7 separate regions of the Mus musculus genome follow, and all the other regions are linked to region 1. The links are chromatin contacts, called in public Hi-C and promoter capture Hi-C maps. All regions are on one chromosome and are shown on one strand. Each heading gives the region's core, a stretch centred on a gene start, on an enhancer-like site or on the middle of the called end of the contact. The rest is flanking DNA. Distances are from core to core; before and after follow the strand shown. Region 1 holds the start of B4galnt1 (beta-1,4-N-acetyl-galactosaminyl transferase 1). Region 2 holds the start of Bloc1s1 (biogenesis of lysosomal organelles complex-1, subunit 1). Region 3 holds the start of Cdk2 (cyclin-dependent kinase 2). Region 4 holds the start of Ikzf4 (IKAROS family zinc finger 4). Region 5 holds the start of Rps26 (ribosomal protein S26). Region 6 holds the start of Pa2g4 (proliferation-associated 2G4). Region 7 holds the start of Rnf41 (ring finger protein 41).

Region 1 (4,061 bases), core at 517-3,016:
ATTCTCTCAATGAGGTTAATCTTCAACACTTGTGCGTGTGTCTGCATGTGTGTGCTGTGTGTGTGAGAGAGAGAGAGAGAGAAGAGAGAGAGAGGGGGAGAGAGAGAGAGAGAGAGAGCCTGAGGAGACCAGAAGAGGGCACAAAGTCTCCTAGTGCGCAGTTATGAGCCACTCAACATGGGTGCTTCGAATCAAACTTGGGTCCTCTAGAAGAGGGAGAAAAGCTCTTAACCACTAAGCCATATCCCCCAACCCAACTGTTGGCTTTCTGACAGGGTCTCACTTACTTAGACCAGACCAAACCTGCTAACTCCTCAGCTCCTGACTCCACGGTGTTAAGAAAGGCATGCGCCACGTCGGTTTTGATTCTACCAGTCAAGAATAAGATGACTGCCACAATTTTTGAACAAAATTTGAAGCAAGCTTTAATACTAGCCAGGATGATGGACTCTGGCCAGTCCACTCCAGGGTTCCTAGAAAATGGCCACCAGCTACAATGGCCAGGTGATTATAAAGGGCTAACTCACAGGCTATGCCTTGGTCAGATGGAAGCAAGCATACATCCTGACATACTTCCTCCTACCTACCTCTCAACTCCCTGTGATCCCCTAGAAAAGTGAACGCATGTGGCTTGCTATCTGATACGGGTAACAGCTTCCAGAGAATCGTGGCGTATCTGTCCTCGGGCAGGGAGTTGACCGGTTACAAAGATCATTTTGATTCACGGAGTTCTTGGGCACAGTAATAAAAACCTAACTTTGCATTCTACACCCGATGTCTATCAAGTGTTTTGTAAATAAATTTATTCCTATTTACAATAATATTCTATCTACATGTGGGTCTGTGAAGGGGTATCCAGACGCCCGGGAACTGGAATTATTGTTGTAAGCTGCCATGTGGGTGCTGGGAATTGAACCCAGGTCCTTTGGAAGACCAGCCAGTGCTCTTAACTGCTGAGCCATCTCTCCAGTAAGTGTTTTATATAGACAGGTTTACTAATATTTCCCTTCGCCTCTTGCTTAGGGGATCTCTTCCGACTGTAAAGGAAAAAAAGCCCTTGATTTATTTTAAAGGTTTTGTAATTCTACTTTTAGCATTTGATCTGAAACTTCTGGTTTAAGGGTGGGTTTTCCCTCTTCTCCCCAACACACACACACAGTTCATTCAATATTGCTTATCTACAGCCCCAACCCCCAGACACATTTTTCATTATGTTTTACCTATTTTTCTATTCAATTTTGATCCTTCTGAGAACCACAGGACTTTGTTTCTGGTCAGTGTCGGGAATCAAGCCACCTATGGCCTACTTCACTGTCCATCTGGCCACTTTCTGCGGTTCCTCTTCAAGTCTGTACCAAGAAGCAGTTAGGGGAAGTAGGCCGGCCATTGAGTAACGGCTTGCCTCGGTTGATGGCTGGAATTCGGAGCCAAGAGGTCAGAGAGAGGCCGCTGTCTTTGTTGCTCGTGAGGCAGTGTTCACCTCCAGGGCTGGCTGGTTTTATTTATTTCATCTTCCCCATCCAAGTGTTCCTTGAAATGAGGTTAGACCGCATACTGAACCCAATCGCCCTTCCTGGGGCTACACTGTGAACGAGTGGGGAAATGGCGGGGACCGGGAACTGGCATCTTAGACACCGCGGTTTGGGGACGAAGGGATGTGAAAAGGGGGGACCTTCCCGGGAGGGCTCATCGCCTAAGCAATCTTCTCCGCGTCCGCCAGACGGCGCCGCGGAGCTCGCCATCCCCGCTCAGAGCCCGAGCCTGTGCCGCAGCCAGCCCGGGAGCGGCGCTGCGCTGCGGTGTGAGAGCCGGGCGGAGGCCTGAGCCCTCGGCTGCCTGGGAGCGCGACGCGGTGCCAGGGCTTCCCCGCTTTGTCGCTGGGGCTGGGGCGCGGCGGATTTACGATCCAGTTCACCCCGGCAGGAAACGTTCAGAACCACCCCCGCGCTGCGGTCTACAAAGCCCCGGAGTCCGCAGGCGGGAGGAGTCGGATCCCCGACACTGTCGGGCTCCCTCCCGCCCAGCTCCCGCATCAGGCCGTCGCCGGCCTCATGAGGACCCCCCGGCCGGGGCGGAGAACCGGGCACTGCCCGGACCGCGATCCTGCCGCGGCCTTAGAACGTTAGACAGGTCAGTGCGCTGGCACGCCCGGCGGCCGAGGTGTGGGCAGGAGCGGCGTCCTCCTGGCCTCGCGCATCGTGCCCGTGGCTCAACGAGGCCACCCGAGGGTCACCGAGGCCGGGCACCCGCGAGCGCGGGCGCGACACCGTGCCTTCCCTGACCCGCCAGGTGCAGTACAGCCGCCCCTCCGCAGCACCCTGGCCCGGCTGCTGCCCGTGGGGTGGGGGTGGGGTCCCCGAGGGCTGCGCACCCAAGATACTGCATGTCACCACGGCAAGCCTTGGGTGTATGCGGAAGCCCAGAGGCGAGAGAGAGGCGGAAGAAAGGAGGCCGGGAGACCTTTGGCGTGAGCATGAGGGAAGGGGTGCGCGCCGTGCGGAGCGGAGATGGCTGGCCTTGGGTACCTGCGCGAGCCTCGGAGGCGGCGGGGTCCAGAGTCCCGGCCCTCACGTTCTCTGAGAGCCTGGTCACCTCTCACCCTCCCCCATATCAGGATGCGGCTAGACCGCCGGGCCCTCTATGCGCTAGTCTTGCTGCTCGCCTGCGCCTCGCTGGGTCTCCTGTACTCCAGCACCCGAAACGCGCCAAGTCTCCCGAACCCTCTGGCATTGTGGTCGCCCCCACAAGGTCCCCCGAGACTCGATCTGCTAGACCTTGCCCCTGAGCCTCGCTACGCACACATCCCGGTCAGGATCAAGGAGCAAGTGGTGGGGTGAGTGCGGACCGCGGCGTGGCGGCGGCGACAGCGCAGAACATGCTGGAGGGGGTGGCCGGGGAGCTTTTGTTTCCTCCAGTGCTAGACTCGGACGCTGCTTACTGCTGACTGGTTGGGTGCAGTTATCAGGGAGGTGGAGAGGGCTACCGAAGCTTGAACTGGGGGGGAGACAGGGGCGCGGCAAATCTATCCTCCTCAACCTTGTCGCCGCCACTGGAGTGTGGGAGGATGTACAGGCAAAAGAGCACCCGGAGACTGCCTGCTGTCTTGATTTAGACTTGAGATTCCAGAAGGGTTCCTGGATGGCGGCTACGTAGACATCCTAGTAATTGGCCCTAGTTCGCACCTCTGTAACGCACAGATTTAAGGGATAAGCTGTCTCTCACCTGTGGGCAGAGTTGAGGGATCAAAGTGTGCAGCGCTGTGCGTTTTGTGAGATAAATGGAGCTTAGGTACCTACCTGGACTCTGAAGCCGCTTCTCCTCCCTTTAGGCTGCTGGCTCAGAACAACTGCAGTTGTGAATCCAAGGGAGGAAGCCTTCCCTTGCCCTTTCTGAGACAGGTTCGGGCGGTTGACCTCACTAAAGCCTTTGACGCTGAGGAGCTGAGGGCTGTTTCTGTCGCCAGGGAGCAGGAATACCAGGCCTTCCTTGCAAGGTACCAGTGAGAGAGGAGGATCCAGCTCTTCCCAGGGAGGCCAGTGGTGTCGTAGTGACCCCGTTGGAAGAAAGAGCTCCTCTCCTACTGACTCCTTTATCACCTCTACACTACAGGAGCCGGTCCCTGGCTGACCAGCTGCTGATAGCTCCCGCCAACTCCCCCTTACAGTACCCCCTGCAGGGTGTGGAGGTTCAGCCCCTCAGGAGCATCCTGGTGCCAGGTAAAGAAGGAAGGTCTCAGGGGTTAAGTCAGGTCGTGAGGGTGGCGGAGCTACAGGCTAGCAGGTGGAGATCTCTGACAAAGAGATATGGAGGCAGAGGGACTCTAAGGTCGTCAGGTATTGCAGGAATACCTGGGAGGCTTATGAGTAAATATCCCTTCTTTGATAGCTAGCTAGTCAGGACAAGCCACGGAAGAAATGCCTTTTTTTTTTTTTTGATGGGAAGGAGTTAAGAAGCAGTCACTTGAGTTCTGTGGGTTGTGCACAGTCCTGCTGAGGCCTCCACGGGAGAGTCAGACATAAAGTTCTGTATGGCACGTGGTGGCAGGGGGAGAGAAAATGAGG
Region 2 (4,061 bases), core at 498-2,997, 1.8 Mb after region 1:
GGGTGGCGTCTAGCAAGTAAACAGAAAGAAGTCTGGCCAGCGTCACAAATGTAGCAAAGGATGTGCCAGTGTGGGAACACCAGAGAAGAGGAGGAGAGAGCTGTCTGGAGACAAAGGAGACCAGAGCCCCCAACCACAGCCATTCTTCCCCCTAATCTCCCCTCAAGATGAGTAATGGTTGATGACCCTAACCCTGCATGACTCCCTTGGATGAATCAGTCTCTGGATTTGCAACCAAGCCTGTCACTCGCCCTGGGCGGAAGGCATAGTATGTGCCTCCTTTCTTCCCATAGACAATCAGATCACCATCTCTGCACTCTTATGAGTCATGCAGGGCCAGGGAATCTTTCCAAGTCTTTGGATACCACTGGTCTTCTCATTGAGGGTTAAGGTTGGGGGAAGGGTCCCTGGAGACCCAGAAGGAAAGGAAGAGACAGCCTGGTTTTGTCACAGCTCTTGGCTTAGGCTCTTCCTTACTTCTACCAGCTGTGCCATCCTGTTCCTGCCATTTGTTTCGCAGGCTTTCCAGAGAGTAGGAGGTGAGGAAGGAAAGAGGGTACGTGGTGGAAGAGGTTGTCCTTCCCTCCCACCCAAGTGACAGCTGGACATATAAGGGTTAGTCGAGTTGGCCAGATGGCATCAAGTTGTGCCAGGGAAGTTAGTGTGGGGAGGGGAATTCTGTTTTCCCAACCACTGCAGCTGTCGCCCCCATCAGCGTTAGAGAGTGAAAGCTGACTCAAGTCTCCACAAAGTTACATTAGGGGGAGGGGACAGATCAGAGGAGTTACTGGAGCACCGGGTCCTTCTGAAAGCTGGCCCAGATGCTGTGTAACCAGGGTGGATGGAGGAAACCGGAGTTGAGGGAAGAGGTTCATACCCCACGTTGAGGTGATCCACCAACGCTTCGGTCAGGCAGGTCGCTGCAGCGATAGCTTCTCTCCTCCTCTTCTCTGGGGAAGGGGAAAGGGGTTGGAGCAGACTTCGTATTTGAAAGATGGTGCTAATGGGTCCTCACGCACTTATTACTGTTCTAGAAACTGCCAACTAATGCCAGACCTCTTAAAAAGAACCTTCCATACATAAACAAAACAAACCCCTTTATTTTGGAGGCAAAGAAACTGGGGCCCTGAGAAGGGAATGGACACTCCATCAGGTACGCCCAGGACTCTTCCTAGACATCCTTTTTCCACTACTTTGGGCAATGGATTGGCAACTCCAGGATTCCCAGTCTAGGCCTGGGGAAAGTTGTGCCTTAGCTGTGTGGCAGACTGGGCAGTCCCCAATTCCTCCCACTTCCGGGGTGAGAAGCTGGCTGGGCCAATTGGCAACGCGTTTCGCGCTCCAGGGGCGGGACTCAGGCGCCGCCTGGGCGGGATTGAGGGAGGTGGCGCAGGGACCCGAGTGGTGCCAAGGGGACCAGGGCTGGTTGGCAAGGGGACGGAGTTTCCAGAAGTGCCGCCCCCAATTCCCTGCCCGGCACTCGGGTCGCCCGCTAGCCGGCGCCCTCTCCTTGATCTGGGAGGTTACCCGAGGTCCAGGCCTCTGGAAGAAGCTAGGCCGCGGCCGGGAGCTGCCGACCGACCGGACGCTGAGCTCACCCTGCAGCTCCTTGCGTTCGTTCTGCTTGGCTTGGTGTTCTTTGAGCAGGCGGGACAGCATGGTCGAGTCTGGCTGGGTGTGGGCACGGCGGACCCCTCCCTAAGGCTGCAGGAACTGGACTATGCCTTGGCTCACCCGGAAGGCGTCACGTGATCGCAGTATCACGTGACGCAAGAGCCTCCCTCTGCTTTTGGCATCTGGTGGTTGGTATTGAGGAGCTAAAGGAGCGAAGTGGAGGGTTGGTTGCTTGGTGGGTGAGCTGTTCGCTAATGAGGCTCAGTTTCTGGAGTCAGGAACACTTTTCGCATTTAGTCATGCTGAAGAGTCAGTTTTCACATGCTCTGGCTGTCGGGTTTTGAGAGGATTGGTGTCCTGATGCTGTCCACTACACTTCTGTTACTAGGGTAGCAGAAGCTCTCTGAACTCATTGAAATTCTTCTCCTTCCCTCACCTTACCTCCTGGCAATGCCGGCCGATTCTCAGTGGATTCCCAGCTTCCTCTCCCTAGAAGAGAATGCTTTCTCTTATTTCCCAGCCCTCTTGTCTTCTCACCTCTCCACCGAGGTTCTCTCAGCTCTGGGTGATCACTGTAGAGCAGCATTTTAGGCACCTCAAGCAGCCTTCTAGGGAGCTTTGCTAATGTTGCGGGCAGTGAGTGGTGAATGCGCAGATCTATCTCTGTCCTTTTGTGGTCAGGGAATGCGAACCCATTTTAGTCGTGGCAGAAGCGTAAGTGCTACTGCCAAAGTGAAAGGTAAATTATACAGTGCTTCTCCGACTAAGGAGGAATGCTTCCAGGACTAATTCCAACTAGAAAAATTATAAACACCATCAATTTATTGCTGTTGTTTCTCTCTCTCTCTCTCTCTCTCTCTCTCTCTCTCTGTCCCCTAGGCTCCTTGTGCTTTTCATGGTGGCCAGGAATCCACCAGCGCTACAAGTAACCGGAGCTAAGGGGTGCATTACAAGTGTGCAGACATACCATGTGTCCCACAACTTTGATTCTAGCAGGCCTGAGGCAGAAGCAGGAGGATGTCTGTGTATTTGAGGCCATCCTGGTCTACAGAACAAACTTTGGGGCAGCTAGCAATATGTAGAGAGACCTTGTCTCAAAGCAGAAACACACAGACCACAAAAAAACGAATGTGGAGACATGCTGGCCAAACTTTGGTCAATTTTCTTACCCATTCTGAGCTTTAGTTTGATTGTTAATAAACTAAGGTGATTAGACTAATGTTTAGCTCTGGCTAAAGAGTAGAACCGCATTGAAGAGTTTGTAAATAATACTGTCATGTATGGTATACTGATGCAAACCTGTCAGGGGGCTGAGGTGGAAGAATGGGGAGTTCTAGATTAGCTTGGGCTACATAGCAAGACCCTGTCTCCTACTCCCAATTAAAAAGAAACTTGATCCCAAATTTATTTATTAAATAGACTTTCTGAAGGATTGATCTATGTATGTATGTATGTATGTATGTATGTATGTATGTAGCTAGCTAGCTATCTAGCTATCTATCATCTCTGTATCAGGTGATTCCAGAGTGCTTCCAAAGCTGAGGGACGTGGGGCTAATTCATGTCTGAGACTGTTTACAGCTTTGTCATCTACCCAGCTACCCATTTTCTGAGTTATGGCGCAGATGAAGTTGATAGCTTGGATCCAGTAGCAGGGCAAATGGATGCAGAACAAATTAGAATATTCTTCTTTAGAATAGCGAACAAAATAACCATGGAAGGAATTACAGAGACAAAGTTTGGTGCTGAGATGAAAGGATGGACCATCCAGAGACTGCCCCACCCAGGGATCCATCCCATAATCAGCCACCAAACCCAGACACTATAGCATATGCCAGCAAGATTTTGCTGACAGGACCCTGATATAGCTGTCTCTTGTGAGGCTATGCAGTGCCTGGCAAATACAGAAGTGGATGCTCACAGTCACCTATTGGATGGAACACAGGGCCCCCAACGGAGGAGCTAGAGAAAGTACCCAAGGAGCTGAAGGGGTCTGCAACCCTAAGGTAGAACAACAATATGAACTAACCAGTACCCCCAGAGCTAGTGTCTCTAGCTGCATATGTAGCAGAAGATGGCCTAGTCGGCCATCAATGGGAAGAGAGGCCCCTTGGTATAGCAAACTTTATATGCTCCATTACAGGGGAATACCAGGGCCAAGAAGTGGGAGTGGGTGGGTAGGGGAGCAGGGCGGGGGGTGGTATAGGGAACTTTCAGGATAGCATTTGAAATGTAAATGAACAAATATCTAATAAAAAATTAACAAAACAAAACAAAAAGAATATTCTTCTTGAAGTTTCTTAGTAAGAGTGAGAGTTATTGATCCACTGGTGTATTCAGCTATTTTACTTGTGTGTGTGTGTGTGTGTGTGTGTGTGTGTGTGTGTGTGTGTGTGTGTTAATAGATGCCATGTTTAGGTCAGAAGATAACGTTAGGGAGTCAGTTCT
Region 3 (4,061 bases), core at 562-3,061, 1.5 Mb after region 1:
AACAGACAACAGAGACTCACTGGTTACATTTCCCATATCACAGGTAAAAGAATTTTTTCAAGGAACCCACCACCACCACTGCCCTCAATATCCTTTATCTGAGCCAAGCAGTGGTGGCGCAAGCCTTTAATCCCAGCACTTGGGAGGCAGGTGGATTTCTGAGTTCGAGGCTAGCCTGGTCTACAGAGTGAGTTCCCAAACAGCTAAGGCTATACAGAGAAACGGGGGGTGGGGGGGGGGTGGGGGGTGTCCTTTATCTGAGTGTTATCTGATCTCCTTCCACCTGAGCTGCCGGCTCATAGAAGCTCCTCAATTTTGATTCTTCTGTCCATCCTAGGGTTAATGACTAATGAGTAGGAGAAGGTGGAGTGTCTGAAGTCTGAGAAAAAGCCAAAATAAATTACCAGACTGAATTACCTGCCTCTAGTTTTCCCTAAAATTTGTGGGCTGTCACTGAACAGGGTTACCTTGATGAGGGGAAGAGGAATGCCCGTGAGAGCAGAGGCATCCATGAATTTCTTGAGGTCCTGGTGCAGAAATTCAAAAACCAGATAAAGCTTATTTTCTGTGTGGATGACATCCAGCAGCCTGCAAGAGAAGGTCCAGGAAATGGAGTTGAAGGAGAGAAATTCTGAGGCTAAGCAAGCAGAATTCGTCATAGTGATCATCTCTCAGAGCAGACTTACTTGACGATATTAGGGTGATTAAGTTCCTTAAGGAGAGAGATCTCTCGGATGGCAGTACTGGGTACACCTTCAGTCTCACTTGGAGAGGTTGGGAAAACAGAGACAAGAATACGGTTACAAACATCATTCTCTCAGGGATACACAACCCCCAGCCCCCTTAGGAAGGCAGACAGGAGAGGTGCTGTGAGGAGTTAATTTCTGGGTAGTTAGGGTGTGGCTTTTAGACATATTTAAGGCCATTATTTCCTCTTTTTCCAGTGAAAGGTAAGAAGAGCCTCCAGGTGAATGAAAAGCAGAAGAAAGGTAATAGGGGAGTGGGGTGAGAGTAGCTCCCGGCCTCCCCTGAGGGCCAGTGAATCTCAACTGCCATTCTTTTGAAAGAGAGTGAGGGTTCTAAGTATGGTGCTGGAGCAGTGAGGAGAGCTCTCCATTCAGAAAGGAACTTTTCTCTGGTTACCACATAACCCAACTCCACGAACAGCCCTGGACCCCTCCTATCCCGGGCTCCCACCCCACAACTTTCTCTTCCCAAGTCTCTCGGCTAGCAGATTTGGGAGCACACCGGCTGGAGCACTGCAAGAAACTTTCCCCTGGATTCCAGCCCCGGACAGTCTCCTCCGGTAGAGCCTCCACGGTCGGCCAACCCACCGCTCGCTTCACGCGTCCCTCCCTCCCTCCCCGCTACCTTCCGGTCCGGGGACGCTACCCGCCTGTTGGGGTAGGGGGTTGGGAGGGGGACAGCCAAGAGGTCCGGGCAAAGGAGTTCCGGCTCCGGAGGCCACTCACGTGTCGAGCCGGATCTTCTTAAGCGCCACAACTTCTCCCGTCAACTTGTTTTTGGCTTTGTACACCACTCCGTACGTGCCCTCTCCAATCTTCTCCACCTTTTGGAAGTTCTCCATGGAGCGCTAGTGAGGCGGCTCAGGCCCCCGGGAGCGGGGCCCGGGAACCCTGACGAAAGCGGGCCCGACACTCGGAGCGGAGGACCTGGGGGACCCCGGGTGAGCACGGCAGTCCCAGCTCGGGATGGAACGCAAGGAGAGCTCAGCCCTTGACAATTTGTCCAACTTGAAACAATGTTGCCGCCTCCCCCACTGCTCCAGACGGCCATCCGAGACCCCGCCCCTCCTTCCCGCGTTTCCCTGGCCCCGCCCCCCGCCCTTCCGATTGGTTCACGTCACGAGGGCGGACCGGACCATCGCGCTCCCGCCTCAGAGGCCCCGCCCTGGGCGGGCGAGCCGCGGGGCAGCTGCACAACTTTCCCGCAGTTCCTGGTTTAGGCTCCGCAGGCCGGAACTGGTGGTGTTTCTGGTCTACGGATTTCCTTACCTTTCCCTCACAATTTTCACCACCCCTTGGGTGAGATTAAAATTCCACCTGGACAAGAGAGTCTCTTTTAAAAAGCAAAACCTGGGAATCTTTAAAAGAAAAAGAATAATGTATTTTATTTTAAATGGTGTGTGGGTCTGTGTGTCTGCATTTAAGTTTTCACAGAAGCAGCAGGTGCCCTGGAGCTGAGGTTCTAGGCGGTCGTGAGCCTAACTTGGGTGCTGGAGCTGAACTCTGGTCTTCTGCAAGAGCGGCTTGCGCTCTTAACAGCGGTGCTGTTTCTCCAGCACTCTCGCCTGCTTTTTGGAAACATCTCATAATGCAGCCCTTGTTGGCTGGAATGCGTTCAAAAGTCCAGGTTGTCTTCGAACTCACAGAGATCCGTTTGTCTCGGTCTCCATGTGGGGCACAAAATCCGGTCTCTCTCTCTCTCTCTCTCCCACACACACTCCCTCCTTCTCGCCTCCCTCCGCTTTCTTTTTATTTTTCTGAGACAAGGTTTCTCTGTGTAATCTTGGCTGTCCTGGAACTCTAGTCCAGGCTGGAAAATCGGGACTCTTATTGTAAAGGATTCTTTGGCTAGATAATAGAGTCGTTTCTCAGCCTAGCTTAATACTGTCTCACTGTTTCGGGGTTCATTGGCTGCCTGTGTTGTTTTATTGCTGGCAATCTACCCTCCCAGCCCCTTCTGGATGCTTTTGGATAAAGGTGCTGTTTCTGTCTTAAGGATCTCTTGGTTTGACACAATTCTCTTCACTCTGTCTTGCTGAATTGTGACTGTTAAGTATGTGAATTGAGGCTGCCCATCAGTGAACTCTTTCCAGAATAAGTGTGTCAGTGAATGTGACCCAGCGAAACCAGAAACTGTCATTGAGCTGTGTGGGATGAAATCAGTTCTGGCCCTTTCCTTCTTCCCAGGTTTCCCCTCCTCTGGAGGGAGAGGAGGAAGGCCTATGCAAATGACCATCCCTTTCTATATAGGGGCTCGCTCCCACCCCCTGGTACCTTTGGCTGCTGGCAAGAGGACCACTATGGGTGTCCAGAGAAGGAGCTTCCTTCCCGTGCTTGTGCTGAGTGCTCTGCTGGCTGTGGGGGCCCTAGAAGGTGAGTGTGGGTGGGTGGTCAGGAGCAAGTGCTATTAGCAATTGAACACCAGCTCTGGGTTTCCCCCTTCTAATCAGACAAGTCAAAATACTTTAGGCTTGTCCTATTTGATTTTAGTGAAGATATGGTTTTGTTTGGTTTTTTTATTTGTTCAAGACAAGGTCCAGTGTAGCCCAGGCTAGCCTCAGATTCACTGTGTACCCACGGATGAACTCAAACTCCTCATCTACCTCCTAAGTACATACTTAAACCGTTGTGCCCAGCTTTAGATGTGAACCTTAGGATCAAGCATAGAGGTATCCCTATCTGATGCAGGGGGCAGAAGGCATGGCACTAATTCTGAGGCTGCTTGGAGCACTCAGCGAAATAGGGGCTCCAAGGAGGTGACATGGTGACATGTCCATGGTGACATGGAGATCCTTTGGGTAATATCTTAAATGCAGTGATAGGAGATGTAAAGTAGAGAGAAAAAGAGTAGGGTATTCAGGAAGGCCAAACTGACAGACCACCTCTGCATCAGGGGTGCGGATGGATGAATGTATCCCAGGCTTGTCTCAGAAGGGTCTCAGCTGAGCATCACATGAAAGGACTCTGGGGGATTGAGACCTCGTGACAGGAGCAAGAGGAGGGAGTTAAGGATGGCGAGAGGGTCTGGAATGTCCCGTGCTGCTGAGGAGGGAGAGTGGGCAGTCAAAAAGAATGGTGCGTCTTATGACTGTTCTTGCTTCAGTGGTCAAGCGCTCCCTGAGATGAACATAGAACAGCCCCCCCCCTCCCCCCTCCCAGCAGAACCCTGGGCTTCCTGTGGACGTTAGAATTGGGTTAAGGACACTTCTCTGTGCTGTAATATATTATATATATATTACATACATACACATTATATATATCTGGTTTCTTCACTTGTACTATAATTTCTCTTTTCTTTTCATTACTTTTCTGAGA
Region 4 (4,061 bases), core at 482-2,981, 1.5 Mb after region 1:
TCAACTGAGTTTACTGAGGCTAGATAGGTCAAAAAAGGTTAAGTAAACTCAAAATCCTCCTGCCTCAGCCTTTGGAGTACTGGGATTGCGTGCATGTACCACACCCAGTTTCTTGTTCTTTTCAAAGGTTAGTGCTGACCTACTACAAAGCACCCAGTATTAGTAAGAAGGGACCTGCTGATTCTAAAATGAGTGAATTTCTTGGAAATCCATATCTGGCCCAGTCTCCTGGAGCTGAGGCTGTCTCTACGACTAGGAGCTAGCTTTCTGGGAGACAATATTCTTAAAGGGAAGCTCAGGGACACTGAGGGAAAAGCATTCTTTGTGGCTCTCCCAATGAAGGGCTGGAAACAGGAGAGAAAGGCAGGTGCCTCAAGGCGCACCAGTAACTCCAGAGGCTCTTTGATGCTGCTGTCATCCCTAGGATAAAGGCAAGAGGGAAAACACACTCAAGTCTACTTTCATGGCACTAAAATCTAAGAAGGAATCTCTGTCAAAGGCCAGAGGGTCTTTGTGAGGCTCCAGAGACTTAGACTTCTAGCCTGAGGCTGACGGGGACAAAGTCAGATTTGGGAAACTCATTCGTTTCCCCTCTCAGCCTCGGAAACCCCAGTGAGGGAATTTCAAATGCCTGGGACTTCCAAGAAATCTCAGACTGTCAAAGCCAAGAATTAAGGCTGCTCTCAGGTATCAGAGACATTTTCTTGGTCAAAGCCATCGTAGATTGGCTGAACCTTCTGGGAGCAAAGCTAAATCGTGAGGTCCACAGCAAAGCAACTAGGAGGTGGAGAAAGGGCAGAAAGGCGGGGAAGGGATGGGGAGCAGTCCCACTAAGCTGAGCGGTCTCACACACCGAAAGAGACCGGCCCTCTCCTGGATCCCTTGAGTGGTTGCCTCTGGGGAATAGCCTGGAGCTCTGCAAGCCGCTGCACTTCTCTGAAAGGGATATCTTTCTCCAGCTTTCTCTTCTTGACCATGGGCTCCAGGTGGCAGGATGCTAGCCTGCTATCAGGGACCAGTCAGTGCACGAGCAAAGAAAGACTGCCACCCCCGGCTCTTCTCTATTGTGGGCAGGAGGCTGAGGCCCCTCACATGTCGGTTCCAGGCTGAAGCATCTGCCGTCAAAGCTCTTCTTCCCATCTCAGGTCTTTCTACTCTCCATTCCCACCCAGGCCTGTTTCGGTATTCCACCCCTGGCTGCTCTACCTCTGTCCCCAAGGCCTAATCAAGATGTCACCACAAGCTCCCACTGTCCAAGTCACGGTCTTCGCTTAGCAACACCAAGCACCCTTTCCCATCCTCCCCAAGTGTAAGGAGGAACGCCCCCTCCCCCCCCCCGCTATACACACAGCCCCCGTCCTCTCCCTCTCCTCAGGCTTGGGAGTTGTTACTGAATTGGTTCCCTAGCCCCATCACCCCCCTACCCCCCCTCCGCTAGCCGCCTTCTGCCTGAACTTACATTATCCTTCCCTTGCCGGTGAGACCCTGGGGTGCGAACGCGGCCGCCGCCTTGGAAACGGCGAGGGAGTGCGGGTGGTGTGTGCATGTCTGCGTCTCGGTGGCAGGCAGGGGTGAGCCCAGCCACTCACCTTCCAGGAAGCGTGGATTCCTGGAAGTGAGGGGAACCGCCGTCATTTCGCAGGCAGTGGCAGCCGCACGGTGAGCAGGGGCCCACGGCTGCAGCCGGCAGAACCGCTCAGCCCAGGGTGTATGTGCTGAGAGCCTCGTGTGTATGTGTGTGTGTGTGTGTGTGTGTGTGTGTGTGTGTGTGTGTGAGAGAGAGAGAGAGAGAGAGAGAGAGGGAGAGAGAGGGAGAGAGAGGGAGAGAGAGGGAGAGAGAGGGAGAGAGAGACAGGAGAGAGAGAGAGAGAGAGAGAGAGAGAGAGAGAGAGAGAGAGAGAGAGAGGGAGGGAGGGAGGCGTGGATGCGCTTGGGGAGGGGGCAGGAGAAAACGTACCAGTGTGTGTGTGTGTGTGTGTGTGTGTGTGTGTGCGCGCGCGCGCGCTAGGCTACAGCATCCCTTTTCCAAGACAGTGGAGAGGTGGGAATGGGGGTGCACAGGGAGTGGGGGTGCAGAGGGAGGGTAGGCAGATGTGTTTGCCCTCCTGCCCAACAGACAAAGAGGAGCTACAAAACAAATGCTTGAGAGGGGGGCAAGTGTATGTGTGTGTGGTGTGTGTGTGTGTGTGTGTGTGTGTGTGAGAGAGAGAGAGAGAGAGAGAGAGAGAGAGAGAGAGAGAGAGGAGAGCCGCAGGCTTGTGGGGAGGAGGAAGGGGGTGTCCCAGGGAAGGCCCAATCCTCTGCCAGCTAGGGAAGCCAAGGCCCCACAGGTCATGGGGCCCGGGACACAGGGGCAGCCTCCAGGATCTAGAAGTGGCAGAAGGCTCCTCCCCTAGCAAACTCAGGCTCCTTTCCATCTGCCTCTCCTTCTGACAATCCCCCTTCCCATCACTGACTAGTGGAGATCTGGGACCCTGAGCTTTTTCTAATCCCTGGTTGGGTCTCCCTGTCTTCCCTCTCTCCCGTGCCTCTGGGGCTCTGGCTTCAGGAGTCCTGGATGAATCCTGTCCTCTATCAGGAGAAGGCTCTTGCTCGCTTTCCTTCCAGAGGAACTGTTCACTGCTGAGCTGACCTACTTTGGAAGACTGCATTTTCTGATTCCAAGAATTTGGGATGGGAGGGGCCATGAAACTTTGGGCTGCCAATCCTTGCACCTCTCTCTCCTCAGGTTCTCTTAAATGTTTCAGGGCACCAGGATAAGCTCTGCTCCATTTGATTTGAGCAACTCAGTTTCTGTTTTCAGTGTCTGTGGTGGGTAGGGTGGAAATCTGTGCTGTAAATTAGTGGACTCTCGTTTCCCCCATTTCTTCCCATGGGAATTATCTGTACTTTTAGAAAGGAAGTTGGGGGGCGTGTGCTTTCAGAATCAGGTTCTATGAGATGGTAACATCCCTTAGTAGAACGAGAGGCCTCCTCTCTTTATCAGGTGGCCAGTGGGGGAGGCGGTGACCTGAGAAAGGGCCAGTAAAAAACCAGACACTGGGGACAACTCTCTGCTTTCGGATCAGCCCAGGAGAGGGATGGAGGTCAAAAATGGGTTCTTACATGCCCTATTATATACCCTCTTGGCCATGTCTGGCCCTGAAGGGGGCATTCTTTAGACCTAATGTCAGTGCTGCCCTGACTTTGTCTTTTTGAAGGTAGCTGCTGACATCTGGAGTTCTCAAAATACACAGGAGTGGTTTGAGTTTCTTATTCGGAGACTGTGCTGGGTCCACTTCGCATCAGGCCAGGCCTGCTTAAGCTTGGTTTCATAGCACAGTGAAGCCTCAGATATTGCCTGCTCGCGTCCAACATACTCCCGAGACACGACTGAGAAGAGCCCACGGCACATCTCCCTAGCCGCCTTCATGGCTTCTCGCTTGCCTTCCTTAGGGCAGGGATTGGATTCTATCCATCTGACAGTAACCACCCAGCACTAACAACTGGGTCCTTGGTGTTCTTGTTGCTCAACAGTGAATAAACCTGACTGAACTGGAGGTGGGAGAGTTGGCTGGTTCCTCAGAAGGGCCTCTTTCAGTTAAAACAGCCCACCTGAACTATGTCATTCTGTCCAGTATGAACTGTGTCACTCTGTGGCAGACACGACACACCTGTACCTGAGCCAGTTCCTTCAGTGTCGGTATCTTTCTGTGAGTTACCAGAGGATGAGGGTGATTCTCACGTGTGTCTGACTGATTTTACCCTCTCCATCTGTACATGTCAATAATTCCTTTGTTGGCTCCACTTTAGAGTAAACAAAATAACTCATAGTCCATTTTCACAATGGCACTCTGGCTTGCTCTACTGAGACAGACTCTTCACATTCTGTGTCAACCAGCCTTGAATTCATAATCTTCCTGCTTCTACCTCCTTGCTGTTGAGATTACAGCCATCATAATCTTTACTGTACTTTGTTGTTGTTTTGAGACAAGGTCTTGTGATATATCCTTGGCTGGCCTAGAACTACCTATGTAGATCAGGCTGGCCTAGAACTGCTTATGTAGATCAGGCTGGCCTTG
Region 5 (4,061 bases), core at 982-3,481, 1.5 Mb after region 1:
CCCTGGCTTGTTAAGTCTTACAAGGATCCAGGTGATCCACAGAACCCTGTCCATAAGCTGAGCCCAGTGAACACACTTGTAATCCCATGGCTTGCTGGGAGTCCAGGCAGCATAAACGGGATCCATGGAGCTCACTGCTGGCCAGCCTGCAGAGAATGCCTTAGAAAATAAGGTGTACAGAGCCCAAAGCACCAAGTTCTGCACTATGGACCCCCTGAAACGCACACAAGAGTCTCGACATAAACACACTCCGATGCCATGTAAAGTACAACTTCCATTTTATTTTTCCAGGGTAATTTTCCTTCCGTCCTTACAAAACGGCCTCTTTACATGGGCTTTGGTGGAGGTCGAGGTGCAGCGCCCTGAAAAACAAGAGATGAGCTAAATTAGAAATGAGGTACTCGGATCTGCTGCGGTTGCCTACTTAACCCCAGCATTCTAGAGGCAGAAGAATCAAGAGTCCTAGGTGAGCGAAGGCCAGTGAAACCTCTTTTTTTTTTTCTTTCCGAGACAGGGTTTCTCTGTATAGCCCTGGCTGTCCTGGAACTCACTTTGTAGACCAGACTGGCCTCGAACTCAGAAATTTGCCTGTCTCTGCCTCCCGAGTGCTGGGATTAAAGGCGTGCGCCACCACGCCTGGCTTCCAGCGAGACTTCTTAAAACAAAACAAAACAAAAAAAACCAAACCCACCCACCCATGTAGTTCACAGTAGAGCACTTACCAGCATTAAGTTGAGGACCCAGCACCTCAAACCAAAGAAACCAACCACCACCCACCTAGCATCACTAAAAGTGTTTCAGGTTATGCAAAACAGACAAGCATTTTTAAAATTTAAATGTAGGTCGTAGCTGCCACACAGACTAAATAAGACCTTAATGGATACTTCTCTGGGTAAGACTATGTATGTCCCAAGTTAAAATAATTTACTTACAGCAGGTCTGAATCGTGGTGGGGGTGTTCGGTCCTTCCGGGCCTCGCGGGATCGATTCCTAACAACCTTGCTATGGATGGCACAGCTCACGCAATAATGCAGCTTGACATAGAGCTTGGGAAGCACGTAGGCTGAGAAATCGAGAAGCAGATTAGACAGACGCCCTTTCCTGTGATTCTCTTATTCTATTGGTCAGGATTACCCTAACCTCCAAGTTTTACTGATAAATGACACCCAATGAAAACCAGAGAAACCAACACCACACCCAACATACACCAAGAGTTCAACTCTTGGGCTAGAGGTTGCCACTCAAAAGGCCAAGGCATCCTCAAAGCCAAAGTGGGCCACACAATATGAGAATAGCTCAAGTTAGGGAGTCTCACTCTGCTGGCAGGCCTCATGGTTACTACTGTTAGGTCAAGAAAAAAACAAAACAATGAACAAACAGACAAAAGCCAGCCAGGTGCTGTGGTGCACGCCTTTAATCCCAGCACTAGGGAAGATCTCTTGAGTAGGTCTACACAGTGAGTTCTGAGACGCCAAAAACCAAGTCACAAACTGCCCAAACCAGTCTTTGCCCGTTTTAAAAGCTGTTCAATTTTTTTCAATAACTAAAGAATTATGCTTTTTCAGATTCTCCTAAATAGGCAGTCTCTCACAGGGATGGGATGCAGGGGTTTGGCTACCATGCATGAGCCTCAATCTCCACCCCAAGAGAAAAACCAAGTTAAAACCCCATCATTAGGCCTGCTTACTGTGCCACAAAAGGCACCTTCTCCCCAAGCTGAAGACAACGAGCCATACACACCCTCCTCACTCTTCGTCCCTGTACAAATCACGGCTGTGGCTCACTTACCGTCGAAGACGCTTGCTTCAGATATGTCCCTGACAGCAGCGGCTTCTACAATGTTCCGAATGACAAACTTCTTGATGGCCTTATCCTTGGGCACGCACCGGGCGCAGTTCGTGCAGCGAATGGGCTGCACATGGCCGCGGCCCTTTTTGGCGCGACCGTTGTTTCTTCTTTTTTTGGTCTGAGAATGGAAAGAGACGCTATTGGAAAGGGGGCGAGAATTCAGCCCTTCCTGGCCGGCCGCCGCCCGCAGCCCCGACAGAGACCCGTACAAGTCCCGAGCACGCCAAGTCCGGGCTGGACGGACCCTTTGTCACTTTCTCCTCCAAGACTCTGACTTTCAGGTCCCTACCGTCCATAGATCTACTTCTACCCCAGTACCCAGGCCCGCGCGCTCACCACGCGGCGACACTCACCATCTTGGAGCCAAGACTCGAAAGAGGATCCGGCGGCTTGCCCGACCCGCTTATATAGTACGAGATTCCTACGCTCACGCTGAAAAAAAAAACCCTCAGCGACCTGTAATTCTATTTACTCCCTAGCAGCTATTATGCTCGAATTTACCTAATTACTTAGAGTTTCCTGTGAAATGTAGGGTTGTGATAAGTCCCTAGAAATGGTCTATGACGAAAAATATCAGTGGAACTATTTAACCTTCCGGCGGAAGATTAAAATGTTACATTCCCAAACCAGGAAGTGATTACAAGGCTCTATAACATCCGGTTTACGATAGTTCCAGAGCGGAAGTTATCCAGAATTCGGACGCACACTCCCTAGTGTGGGAGGACAAAAGAGATGCATTGTGGGAGTTGTAGTACGACTTGGAGAGGTTCTCTCTTGCCCGTAGTAGACGGACTAAAGGCGGCGCTAAACCACCTTAAGACGCCATGATTTATTTCTTTGAAATATGTGTTCTAAGTGTAGGAATTAGAAATAGAAGACCTGGGAGAAATAAACCATTTGTAAATGCGTCTTTCCAAATAGAGGCTTCGAGTGTTGGGATTAGGCCACCACGCTGGGCTTGGACCACCATTTTATTTCCAGATCCTATTAACACAGATGAAGCACTGTAGTTAGTACATTGTATGTACCAACACAATTTAACTGATCAAGTCTATCAGATAGTTATTTATTTTGAAACATAGTCAAGTAGTCCAGGCTGACCTGGAACTTATTTGGTTAGCCAAGTGTGACCTTGAATTTCTTTTTCTTTTTTTTTTGATTTTCATTTCCCTAATTGCTAGAGATGAACTTTCTTCTTTTAAGATATTTCTCAGCCAGGCGTGGTGGCGCACACCTTTAATCCCAGCACTTGGGAGGCAGAGGCAGGCGGATGTCTGAGTTCAAGGCCAGCTGGTCTACAAAGTGAGTTCCAGGACAGTCAGGGCTATACAGAGAAACCCTGTCTCGAAAAACCAAAAAAAAAAAAAAAAAAAAAATTTAAAAAAAAAAATAATAAAATAAATAAATAAAAAATAAAAATACCTTTGCGATTTTTCCTTATTCTGGTCAGAATGGCAAAGATCAATGGAACAACTGACAAGAAATGACTGAGAGGATGGGGAGGACTCACTCACTGTTGGTGGGATAGCAATCTGGTATAGTCACTATGGAAATCAGTGTGGAGAACTTTCAAGAGATAAATCTATCACATGACCCAGCCATATCTCTCCTTGGCATATGCCAGAGGGACTCAACATGTTACTCTGCAGATACCTGCTTAGACACGCTCATTGCTGCTCCAAACACAATAGGCAGGAGATGGAACAACCTAAATGTCCTACATCTGACAAACACGTAGTGAAAATGTAGTTCATATACACTGTGGAATGCTGTCCAGCTGTAAACACACACACACACACACACACACACACACACACACACATAAATCATGAACCTTGCAGGTAAATGGATGGAGCTAGAAAAGATCACCCTGAACGAGGTAACCCAGACCTGGAAAGTCACTGTCATTGGAGGCTCTTAGCTGCAAACCTTCAGGTGTGAGTTCACATATCATATATCCTAGAGCAACTGCAGAAGTGGGAGAGTAAAGTGGAACCACTGCCAGGATCGGGGGTTGGGGAGCAGTAGCGGGGGAAGCGGCAGTGTACATGTGACCTGATCAAGGAAATGGGAAGGGAGGTGTTCCTTAGGGAGGAAGATCAAAGTAAATTCCGAAAAAGATTCAAAGAAGGCAAAAGAGACTAGTAGTATACAATTGATCTGATAGGGACGTGGGACCTCTTTAGGGAAAAGGGAGGGAGGTAAATACAGAA
Region 6 (4,061 bases), core at 860-3,359, 1.4 Mb after region 1:
GTTTATGTCCTGGAATAATCTACCCATGTTTAACGTCTGCGTTTTTGTTTTTGAGAAATACCCCTGACTGTCCTAGAATTCAGCGTAGACCTGCCTGCCTCTGTCTCCCCACACATGTGCTGGCACTGAAGGTGAGCCCACCACACCCTGCTCTACTTCCTACCTTCCCTTCCAAAAATAAGGTCAGCACCAGCTTCTCTCCTCTCCATGATTTGACACTTAGGCCTTAGGCCTCACACATCCCAAAGATGCTGTGGCAACCCACTCCACACACACAAACAGACCAAAAGACATTTATAGGCGTCGGGGACAATGGGGAGGTAGAGAACTGCTGAGTCAAAGTTGAAGCATTGTTAAATGTTACCTCCGTCCCTCCCCAGACACAAAGTAGTAATCATAATTTATGTGGCTGTATTTCCCCATGTCTAAGTATATAAGCCCAGGGGAATTAACCTAAGGTCTTAAAGATTCAGAGGGCTAAAACTTTACTTCCAGTATATCAAGATCACATGTAACCAGTTTCAAAACTATTATCTGAAGTTGCCTGTGGGGTTGGAGATTCTGTCTGATTCAAACCAACAGCAAATACTAAAACATCACCCCAAATAAGGTTATCATTTTGTGTATGTCTTTATGATCATGGGAATTCTAGGTTTGATGATTTCTTATGTGTTTTATTCTCTGGATTCCAGAGGAACTAAGATGTAACCAAAGACACCCTAAATACCTTCTTCCAAGTATTTTGTCAAGTCCATTCTAAAGGCCTAAGGCAGTTTTTTTTTTTTCCTCAAGACAGGGTTTCTCTGAAACTCAGAAATCCGCCTGCCTCTGCTCCCCAAGTGCTGGGATTAAAGGCGTGAGCCACCACTGCCAAGTCTAAGACAGTTTTTATCAAGTGAATTTTAATTTTTAAAATGTTAAAGAGCCGGGCATGGTTACACACACCTTTAATCCCAGCACTCTGGAACGCTGAGGTGGGCGGATCTCTCAGGCCAGCCTGGTCTAAGGGAGTACCAGGACAGCCAAAGCTACACAGAAAGCCCCAAAAATAAGGGGGTAAGGGAGGGAAAGAACTGGAAAGAGAAAACAGTAAAGTTATCTGTCCAAGTGGCAGACAACTGTTAGGAGAGTAAAGATCATTTAAGAAATGCTTATAATCCTAAAATCCGTGTCTCTCTCCACTTCTTTTCAGTATTATAGACAGGCTTGCCCAGCTGTCTAAGCAGAACCTCAAAACACTGTAGAGGCTCTAGGAACAAATATTAAAGGCCGCCTTCAAAAACCGGAGCAGTGGTCATACAGGAAAGCCAGGTTGTTTTAGAAGCTCCAGAAGTGTCTTCCAACGGCCCCTCGAGCTAGGTCAAGGGGCGAAGGGGGTCCCCACTAAGAAGACCTGAAGTAAAGACTTTAGCAAAGCACGTGGTGGGGAAGCACGGTAGGAGAGGAAGTGGGGAGCCATCGATCCGCACACAGGGACCTGGCAACACGTGCCGGCTCAGCTCCCGCGGGTCAAGAGCCGCGACTGGCAGAGGGGCGCTTCCGTCGCCAACAGCTGGCCGCTTCCTTTTCGAGGTGGCCTCACTGCTGCCAGTCGGGAGCATAGATCCGGACAGACCGAAGGGTATGGGCAGAAGACGACGCGCCTTGCCTCCTTACCAACCGCCCAGGGTCGGAGCATGCCTGGGCCCCTCTCTGTACTCCTCGCGGTCGCCGGCCCGCACCTCCACTCTCCAGCCCAGGCATGGCTGCTCAGTCCCCAGGGCGACACCAGATCTCCCCACCACGTCGCCCCCGGCAGTCGGCACGCGCCCCTCGGTGGCTCACTCGGCAAGACCCAGACGCCACAGCCCTCCGGAGAGAGCCCCAAACCTCTCCCTCTCAGCCTCGACTCCAAGACCCCCGAGGCCGCACTCACGGTTGGCGATGTCGCCCCCCATCTTATACTTGGTCACGACCAGGTCCTCGGCGATAGTTTGCTCCTGCTGCTCGTCTTCGCCCGACATCTTCCTACTGCTACTACTGCAGCTTCACTTTCCCTGAGCTGCGGCCTCCGTCTCCCTTCCCAGCCACAGGCTGTAGCTAGAGTCTCTTCGATCCGCGAGGAAAGCGCGAGCAAGCAAGGGAGCGGGAGGGCGGGCAGAGAGAGCGAGAAGCTGCGAGCGCGCGGGCTGAGGCGCAGGGCACACTGGGACAATGAGTCCTGCTGTCGGCCAGTTCCCAGCCGCCCTCGCGGGCTCTAGAACTACAATTCCCAGCCTGCTCCTCGCGCCCGTCCGCCAGGCCCTGGGAGGACTTGCCTTCCCAAGTCTGCGCACGCCGGAATCGCCGGGCACGCTGGGAAGAGTCTGGCCCCGGCGGGAAGGCGGAGCCGTTGGGGAGCTTGAGGGAAAGCGTGGTCTCTCCGGGAAAAACCTCTCATTCACGCCGACCCTGAGCTCGTAACAGCGAGGGGCGGGCCAAGCGGGGAGGGGTGGAGCTACAGGGAGAAAAGGGTTGAGAGGCCGCTGGGCAGGGTGGAACAGGGTGGAGCCTGGAGCCATAGGACTAGGGTCAGTGGGTGTGTGTGTACGTTTTGGGCGGTTGTCCCGTGCGCGTAGCCTTGGATTCCCCTGTCGGCCGGCGCGACCGGCCTGGCTGGTCAAATCCTCCAGTGCTGGGATAACCTCTGGGAGGGGCTGAGCGGAGGTGGAAGTCCTAGGGTGCTGGAAGCGAGCACTAACTGGACAGTCTGGGTGATTATACATGTACCATGGCCTGCTAATAGAAAAAGGCCAGACTTCCTACTAGACTAGAATAAAATAGCACTATTGTTCCAGCCGTGGTTTTTGATGGGGGCCATCTAAGGGAAACGTTTATGAGGGATTTGGTCACTCTTAAGAGTTCTGAATCGCCGGGATGAGGTGGCGCACGCAAAGGCAGGCAGATTTCTGAGTTGGAGGCCAGCCTGGTCTACAGAGTGAGTTCCAGGACAGCCAGGGCTATATGGAGAAACCCTGTCTCGAACAAAAAAAAAAAAGTTCTGCATCATTTCAAGTTTTCAGTACCCAACCTGTGTAGGAAAAAATAAAAACAACCCAAGGCTTGCTTGAGCTTTTTCATTTTCTCCCAACAATCAGGGGGTTAGGGTTTTGTTCCTAATTGTTTACACTTTTGTTCCTTTGTAGGGATCCCCAGTAAAAAACCCTTTAGTAGAAAGGACTAGAAATGCAAAGCCGGGCACTGGTGGTGCACGCCTTTAATCCCAGCATTTGAGAGGCAGAAGTAGTCGGATTTCTGAGTTCGAGGCCAGCCCGGTCTACAGAGTGAGTTCCAGGACAGCCAGGGCTACACAGAGAAACCCTGTCTCGAAAAAACAAACAAAAGAAAAAGACTAGAATGCAAACAGGGTCTGGAGAAATAACCTGGTTGGTATAACCTGGTATCCTTGCAGAGGGAAGGGAGTTCCCAGAACATTACAGTCACCTGTAACTCTTAGCACTGTGTAGTTGGCCTCTGTGGGCATTGCACTCACGTGCACATAACACCATTCCCAAACTCCCACTCTCTCACATACCCATAATTAAAATCTTAGAACAAATCAAGATTGGTTACATTACTTGTGACAGAATGTCAGAAGCAGAGAAAGCCACCCATTGTTAAGAAGCAAAGAAAAGGGATGGTCATGTGTACTTTCCACTTGACAGGAATCCACAAAAACAAACAAAAAAACTCTGACATTTTTATTTAGACACGTATAAAAACAAAACAAAAAAACTTTAATGGTACAAGAAGACATTCCCCCCAGTTCCCATCCAGGAAGACTTGAGGTTTGAAGATGGATCCTCTTTCTATCCCACCAGAAGTTTATCACTACTGGTTGAGAACAGCTCCCAAAATAGGAGTCTTGGAACCTTTGCGAATTGGCTTGTAATGAGTGTGTATCTGCAACGTAAATGGCCTGCAGCTTACACAAAAATGTCTAGTTACTTGTCCTGTGTCATCTCCACTCCTTCCTGAGATGAGAGGCCTGGGTGCTGGAGGAAAACGTGGCTGGCTGCATTTGCTTGATTCAGTGCACCAAC
Region 7 (4,061 bases), core at 973-3,472, 1.2 Mb after region 1:
GCCCCCATGCTCCCGCTCGGCCTACCCACCACAGCAGGCTGGAATCTGGCAGCCTCGGTCCCCCTCTAACCCTTCTGGGGGGTTAGAAACGAACTTCCCTGGGGGCCTCGTACTTCAAGATCAGAACTTATAGATCTCTGGGTAAGATGCTTAGGGGCTGGTAGGCCCTATGTCAGGATGCTTTCAGTCTCACGCTCCGAAGCCGGGAGGCTGAAGGAGACTCGGAGGGAACCCGATGCAGCTCCAGGAAACAGAATCTCACTCGGCAGATCTTCCTGAACCCGCATCCCCACAACCCAGAACTCGGTCCATCCCCTCCCCCACTCGCAGCCCACCACCCACCCAGCCAGCAGGCCGGACTGTGCACACCGCCGAGCCACCCGCAGGGGGAGCCAGGGGGCTGGCTGCCGCCGGATGCTGCGGAGAGGAACGCCGGAGCGCTTACATTCCCGGAAACGTCCCCTGACCTCCTCCAGCCAATAAGGTCCGATCTGCCTCCCAAAGCGCCCCACCTTCGGCCACCACCCATCCAATCAGGCTCCGAGATTCACTTGCCGCGAAGGGGGCAGTTTTAGGTTTTAAAGGAACCTTGCAGTGTATTAGTTCCGTAGAGGGAAAGATGGATGGACCACCAGGGGGCGCCCCAGATACCAATCCTCCCTTCCTCCCAAAGAATGCACTTTGGGCTCTTAAACATTTCATTTTCTCTTCAACTAGTGTCACAGTGGAAAAAAGGTCCAAGGGCGATGGAATGCAGCAGGAAAACGTTTTAGTTCCAGTCTGTTTCTTTGCTTGTTTTCTCGGCAATTCTTTTTTTTTTTTTTGCGGGGGGCGGAGGGAAGGAGTTTGAGACAGGGTTTCTCTGTGTAGCCCTGGCTGTCCTGGAACTCACTCTGTAGACCAGCCTGGCCTCCAACTTAAAAATCCACCTGCCTCTGCCTCCCAAGTACTGGGATAAAGGCGTGCGCCACCACTGCCCATTTTACACATGAAAATGGAAAGTTAGTTAAAAGCCAGTACCTTGGACATGGCAGGAGCTTACACATCATCTTTAATGTACCGAACGGTTCGGCTCAGGGCTCTGGGACAAGCAGCATTTTCGCCATAGAAAGATAATACGCAGATTCACTCTCCTTTGAAAGACGTTGAACCCGGAACATAAAAAGCAAGCCTCAAGCCAGGTGGACACTGGGGAGGCAAGAGGTAGGCGGATCTCTTGAGTTTAAGGCCAGCCTATCCTACATAGTGAATTCCAGGACAGCCAGGGCAACAAAGAGAAACCCTGACTAGGGGAGAGGGAGGGGAGGGAAGCAAGTTTGACTTGGTTCACAAAGGCACATCCGATTCCTGTTTCCTTATTTTATTGTATCTCAGAGACACCTAGAAGCTTAAGTTTCCTCTGGTACTCGTCATATTGTCTTCAAAGGAAGCAGCTAGCTCTGTATTCTCACGAATAAGCTAGTTACATATGTACTAATGTGAATTGCCCTTTAAAAAAGAGAGTATCTACAACAAATACTATTTGACACCAGATTAGCCTAAGAGGTAATGTAATTGCATTCCTTGTCTTGCTTCCCCGCTTACCTAACACAGAGCGCTTTAAACTCCACCACGACTCTCCTCGGGTTCTCTCCCACCCATTTCCCCTAACCACAGTGTTGCAGCCTTAGGAAATCAAATCCATTAATGTTTCGGGCGGTCTGAGTTTTTGAAGAGCCATCAGGAATACTACAAGAGTGTGTGGCTGGGAGGTGGACGACCCCTGCAGCACCCTAGATCAAAGCTTTGCGGTGAGACACTCCCTCCCTCTCCATCCTGCGGCCTCCTAAGTTAACAGCAGCATCCATCCCCATGACTGTGAGTCACAGGTCGGGAGGCTCCGGGATGCTGACCACAGCTCTGGAAACTGAAGGGCTGGGAGGACAGCAGGCCACGCTGCAGACCAGCTGCCCCGCGGCGACCTCGTCCCAGCGCTGCACCAGGTCTGGCACCCGAGCCGTGCACCACCCAGCACCAAGTAACTCTGCAAGGCGGGACACCCAGGGTCGCCCCGGAGCTTCACACCTGAAGCACATAGAGCCCTCCCTCCCAAAAGGCTACACTGTCCGTCCTAAGAACTTCCGGCCCAGAGCGGAGGCCCAGCTAGCCCCCGCCTCTCATAGGCCGCTCGCAAGGAGCATCCAGGCGCCGCCGAGTTAAATAGAGAGGCGGGGCTTGGTGACGAGCTTCCGCCCCGTTGCGTAGCAGCAGTGGGCGTGGCTAAGGGCTAACCCGAGACAGCGAGGAGTGGTCGGAACCTTCTTCCCCATCCTTACCTTCCCCTTCCCCTACGGGGAAAGGCTGAGACCGGGCACACAGTGTGCTACGCGGCCGCCGTGTCCTCAGCTGCAGCCAGGCCCCGCGTCCGGAGAAACCAGGCTGCGTTCCGGGTGGTGCGTAATGCGCCTGGGCGAGCTTCTAACCCTGGGGGGTTGGGGGGGAGAGGGGGCGAGGTCCCTGTGGATTGGTGCCTGGGTCCGAAGTGCTGGGGGTAGGGAGGAAGGGTGGAGAGGAGGAGGAAAATGGAGGAAGGGAGCTCAGCTGGGAGGAGTCGGGAGGTGAGCTAGCTGGGGGCTCTGGAGCTTTGGAAGATCCTCTGGAGTAGGGAGAGCCTCGGGAAGTGCGGGAGTGGCCTTGGGCCAGCCTGAGGACCCGGGAGGAGCTGATTGCTGGGGCTGAGGGACAACATGGAGTTTAAATGGCAATGATTGACAGGCCTGGAGGCGAAGGGAACGTTCTGGGGGCTAGCCTTGGCAGGGACCGCGGAACCCAAACCTCCGCCCTCCAAGCGCCATAGCTTGGCTTCTTTCCCATGCCTTGTCTTTGGCAGCCTTGTCTTTCTCTTTTATTCCTTCGCCGCTTCTCTCCCCTCCCGCCTCTCCGTGGAGGACTCTTACATTCCTTACATCTTTGACCCTGAATGATTTGCAGCCCCGCTCTCTGATACGCACGATCCATCCACTCGTTTAATACACTGGAAAGCCCACCCCAGTCCAGGAGGCAGGGCATTTGTGGGGTAGAGAGTGAGGGGGGGTGGGAGTAGGGGCAGGAGAAAGACCTGAAAAAGCAGGATGAGGGTGTTTTGGATTGGTACACTAACTTCATTTCATGAAACTTCATTTCAACTGGTAGCAAATGTGATGGTTACCAAGGCCACTGTTCTTGGGAGATTGACCTATGAGAATCTTGGCAGCTACTTCTTATACAGTAGTTTTAACTACTGTAGCAGGATGGGTGGCTACTAGTGTTCCCCCAAGAAAGAGTGGGATTGGATAGTGCCAAGGGAGGGTGAGGGGTGCATTTGTTATGCAGTGTCTTCAGTAAACCTTGTGGCAGGGCCTACTTCCCAGTGATTGAAAAGAAGGAACAAGCATTTTCAAGCATTTCCTCTGGTTCTCACTGTGAGTTTATTTTGCCATTCTGTTGCAACAAGTAATACAGCAGTCTTACACGTGCACTCAGAGTTTATCTCATTTGATTTGCAGGACAATAGGTTAGAAAATGCAAGTGTCATATCTGTTTGACAGTTGGCTACACGGCTTGTTTGAAGCTGTCCTGTCAGTGGATGGCAGAGCTAGGACTGGAATCCAAGCCCACCCTCCTTCCCCCTCTCTCCTGATTCAATGCTTGTCTTACAACTCCTGGTCTGTTTTCCTAAGGGTTAATTTTCCCATTACAGGAGGCTTTTTGGTTTCTGTGTTTGGAATTTCTTGTCCCTAGGAGACCAAGCACAGCCAATATAGTACCTGTTCCTGGAAGCTTTTTTTTTTTTTTTTTTTTTTTCCTGAGGTACAGGTGCATGTGCCAGATGGTTGGGAAATGAAGTGTTGTTCAAAGGAAGGAAGCATTCCTCCTCCCGTGTTATGTGGGGTGGGGAGGAACATCAACTCTCTCCTCTCTGGACCACAGTGAAGAAAAATTCTGGGCTTTACATCTCTCTCATTCACTGAGAAGACACACTGAACTAGGAGCACATGTACCCAATTCAGGAGACCCAGTAGCCTTTGTGTTCTGCATGAAAG

The links. Promoter capture Hi-C pulls out the DNA fragments that hold promoters and counts their contacts. Hi-C and Micro-C count contacts between places; a contact is called where the count stands out from the background.
Region 2: a contact with region 1 is called in a promoter capture Hi-C map of liver, with 2.2 times the contacts expected there. The contact joins the promoter of Bloc1s1 here to the promoter of B4galnt1 in region 1. A contact is called at or near these places in 3 of 39 promoter capture datasets (liver and pre-B cells).
Region 3: a promoter capture Hi-C map of pre-B cells shows a contact between it and region 1, with 2.8 times the contacts expected there. The contact joins the promoter of Cdk2 here to the promoter of B4galnt1 in region 1. A contact is called at or near these places in 6 of 39 promoter capture datasets (cranial neural crest, embryonic stem cells, fetal liver and 2 more) and 1 of 484 Hi-C or Micro-C datasets (B cells).
Region 4: a contact with region 1 is called in a promoter capture Hi-C map of liver, with 2.4 times the contacts expected there. The contact joins the promoter of Ikzf4 here to the promoter of B4galnt1 in region 1. A contact is called at or near these places in 1 of 39 promoter capture datasets (liver), 2 of 115 datasets of contacts at active chromatin or transcription factors (pancreatic cancer cells and thymic regulatory T cells) and 1 of 9 other capture datasets (macrophages).
Region 5: a Hi-C map of B cells shows a contact between it and region 1, with 8 read pairs. The contact joins the promoter of Rps26 here to the promoter of B4galnt1 in region 1. A contact is called at or near these places in 1 of 484 Hi-C or Micro-C datasets (B cells) and 1 of 115 datasets of contacts at active chromatin or transcription factors (thymic regulatory T cells).
Region 6: a contact with region 1 is called in a promoter capture Hi-C map of liver, with 5 times the contacts expected there. The contact joins the promoter of Pa2g4 here to the promoter of B4galnt1 in region 1. A contact is called at or near these places in 4 of 39 promoter capture datasets (hematopoietic stem and progenitor cells, liver, neutrophils and 1 more) and 2 of 115 datasets of contacts at active chromatin or transcription factors (bone marrow-derived dendritic cells and embryonic stem cells).
Region 7: a contact with region 1 is called in a promoter capture Hi-C map of liver, with 2.8 times the contacts expected there. The contact joins the promoter of Rnf41 here to the promoter of B4galnt1 in region 1. A contact is called at or near these places in 8 of 39 promoter capture datasets (the C10 cell line, embryonic stem cells, hematopoietic stem and progenitor cells and 4 more), 1 of 115 datasets of contacts at active chromatin or transcription factors (thymic regulatory T cells) and 2 of 9 other capture datasets (adipose tissue and liver).

Annotation. Positions count from the first base shown.
Region 1 is chr10:127,163,390-127,167,450 of GRCm38.p6, forward strand. It overlaps B4galnt1 (beta-1,4-N-acetyl-galactosaminyl transferase 1), which reads left to right and starts at 1,767. Exons shown (of 11, transcript NM_008080.5): 1 at 1,767-2,130; 2 at 2,615-2,833; 3 at 3,329-3,493; 4 at 3,610-3,716. The coding sequence starts at 2,616. Gm51819 (a long non-coding RNA gene) reads left to right here. Exons shown (of 3, transcript XR_003949045.1): 3 at 276-294.
Region 2 is chr10:128,921,777-128,925,837 of GRCm38.p6, forward strand. Bloc1s1 (biogenesis of lysosomal organelles complex-1, subunit 1) reads right to left here and starts at 1,748. Exons shown (of 4, transcript NM_015740.3): 1 at 1,599-1,748; 2 at 878-950. The coding sequence starts at 1,659.
Region 3 is chr10:128,703,240-128,707,300 of GRCm38.p6, forward strand. Cdk2 (cyclin-dependent kinase 2) reads right to left here and starts at 1,812. Exons shown (of 8, transcript NM_183417.3): 1 at 1,473-1,812; 2 at 687-764; 3 at 468-588. The coding sequence starts at 1,588. Pmel (premelanosome protein) reads left to right here and starts at 3,019. Exons shown (of 11, transcript NM_021882.4): 1 at 3,019-3,119. The coding sequence starts at 3,047.
Region 4 is chr10:128,644,262-128,648,322 of GRCm38.p6, forward strand. It overlaps Ikzf4 (IKAROS family zinc finger 4), which reads right to left and starts at 1,732. Exons shown (of 8, transcript NM_011772.3): 1 at 1,460-1,732. The coding sequence starts at 1,546. Gm26876 (predicted gene, 26876) reads left to right here and starts at 1,623. Exons shown (of 2, transcript NR_152728.1): 1 at 1,623-1,659; 2 at 3,201-4,061.
Region 5 is chr10:128,624,275-128,628,335 of GRCm38.p6, forward strand. Rps26 (ribosomal protein S26) reads right to left here and starts at 2,232. Exons shown (of 4, transcript NM_013765.2): 1 at 2,202-2,232; 2 at 1,789-1,966; 3 at 933-1,063; 4 at 255-362. The coding sequence starts at 2,204. The coding sequence ends at 327.
Region 6 is chr10:128,563,825-128,567,885 of GRCm38.p6, forward strand. It overlaps Pa2g4 (proliferation-associated 2G4), which reads right to left and starts at 2,110. Exons shown (of 12, transcript NM_011119.3): 1 at 1,916-2,110. The coding sequence starts at 2,003. Erbb3 (erb-b2 receptor tyrosine kinase 3) reads right to left here. Exons shown (of 28, transcript NM_010153.2): 28 at 3,699-4,061.
Region 7 is chr10:128,409,394-128,413,454 of GRCm38.p6, forward strand. Rnf41 (ring finger protein 41) reads left to right here and starts at 2,223. Exons shown (of 7, transcript NM_001164237.1): 1 at 2,223-2,432. It overlaps Nabp2 (nucleic acid binding protein 2), which reads right to left and starts at 457. Exons shown (of 7, transcript NM_027257.2): 1 at 343-457.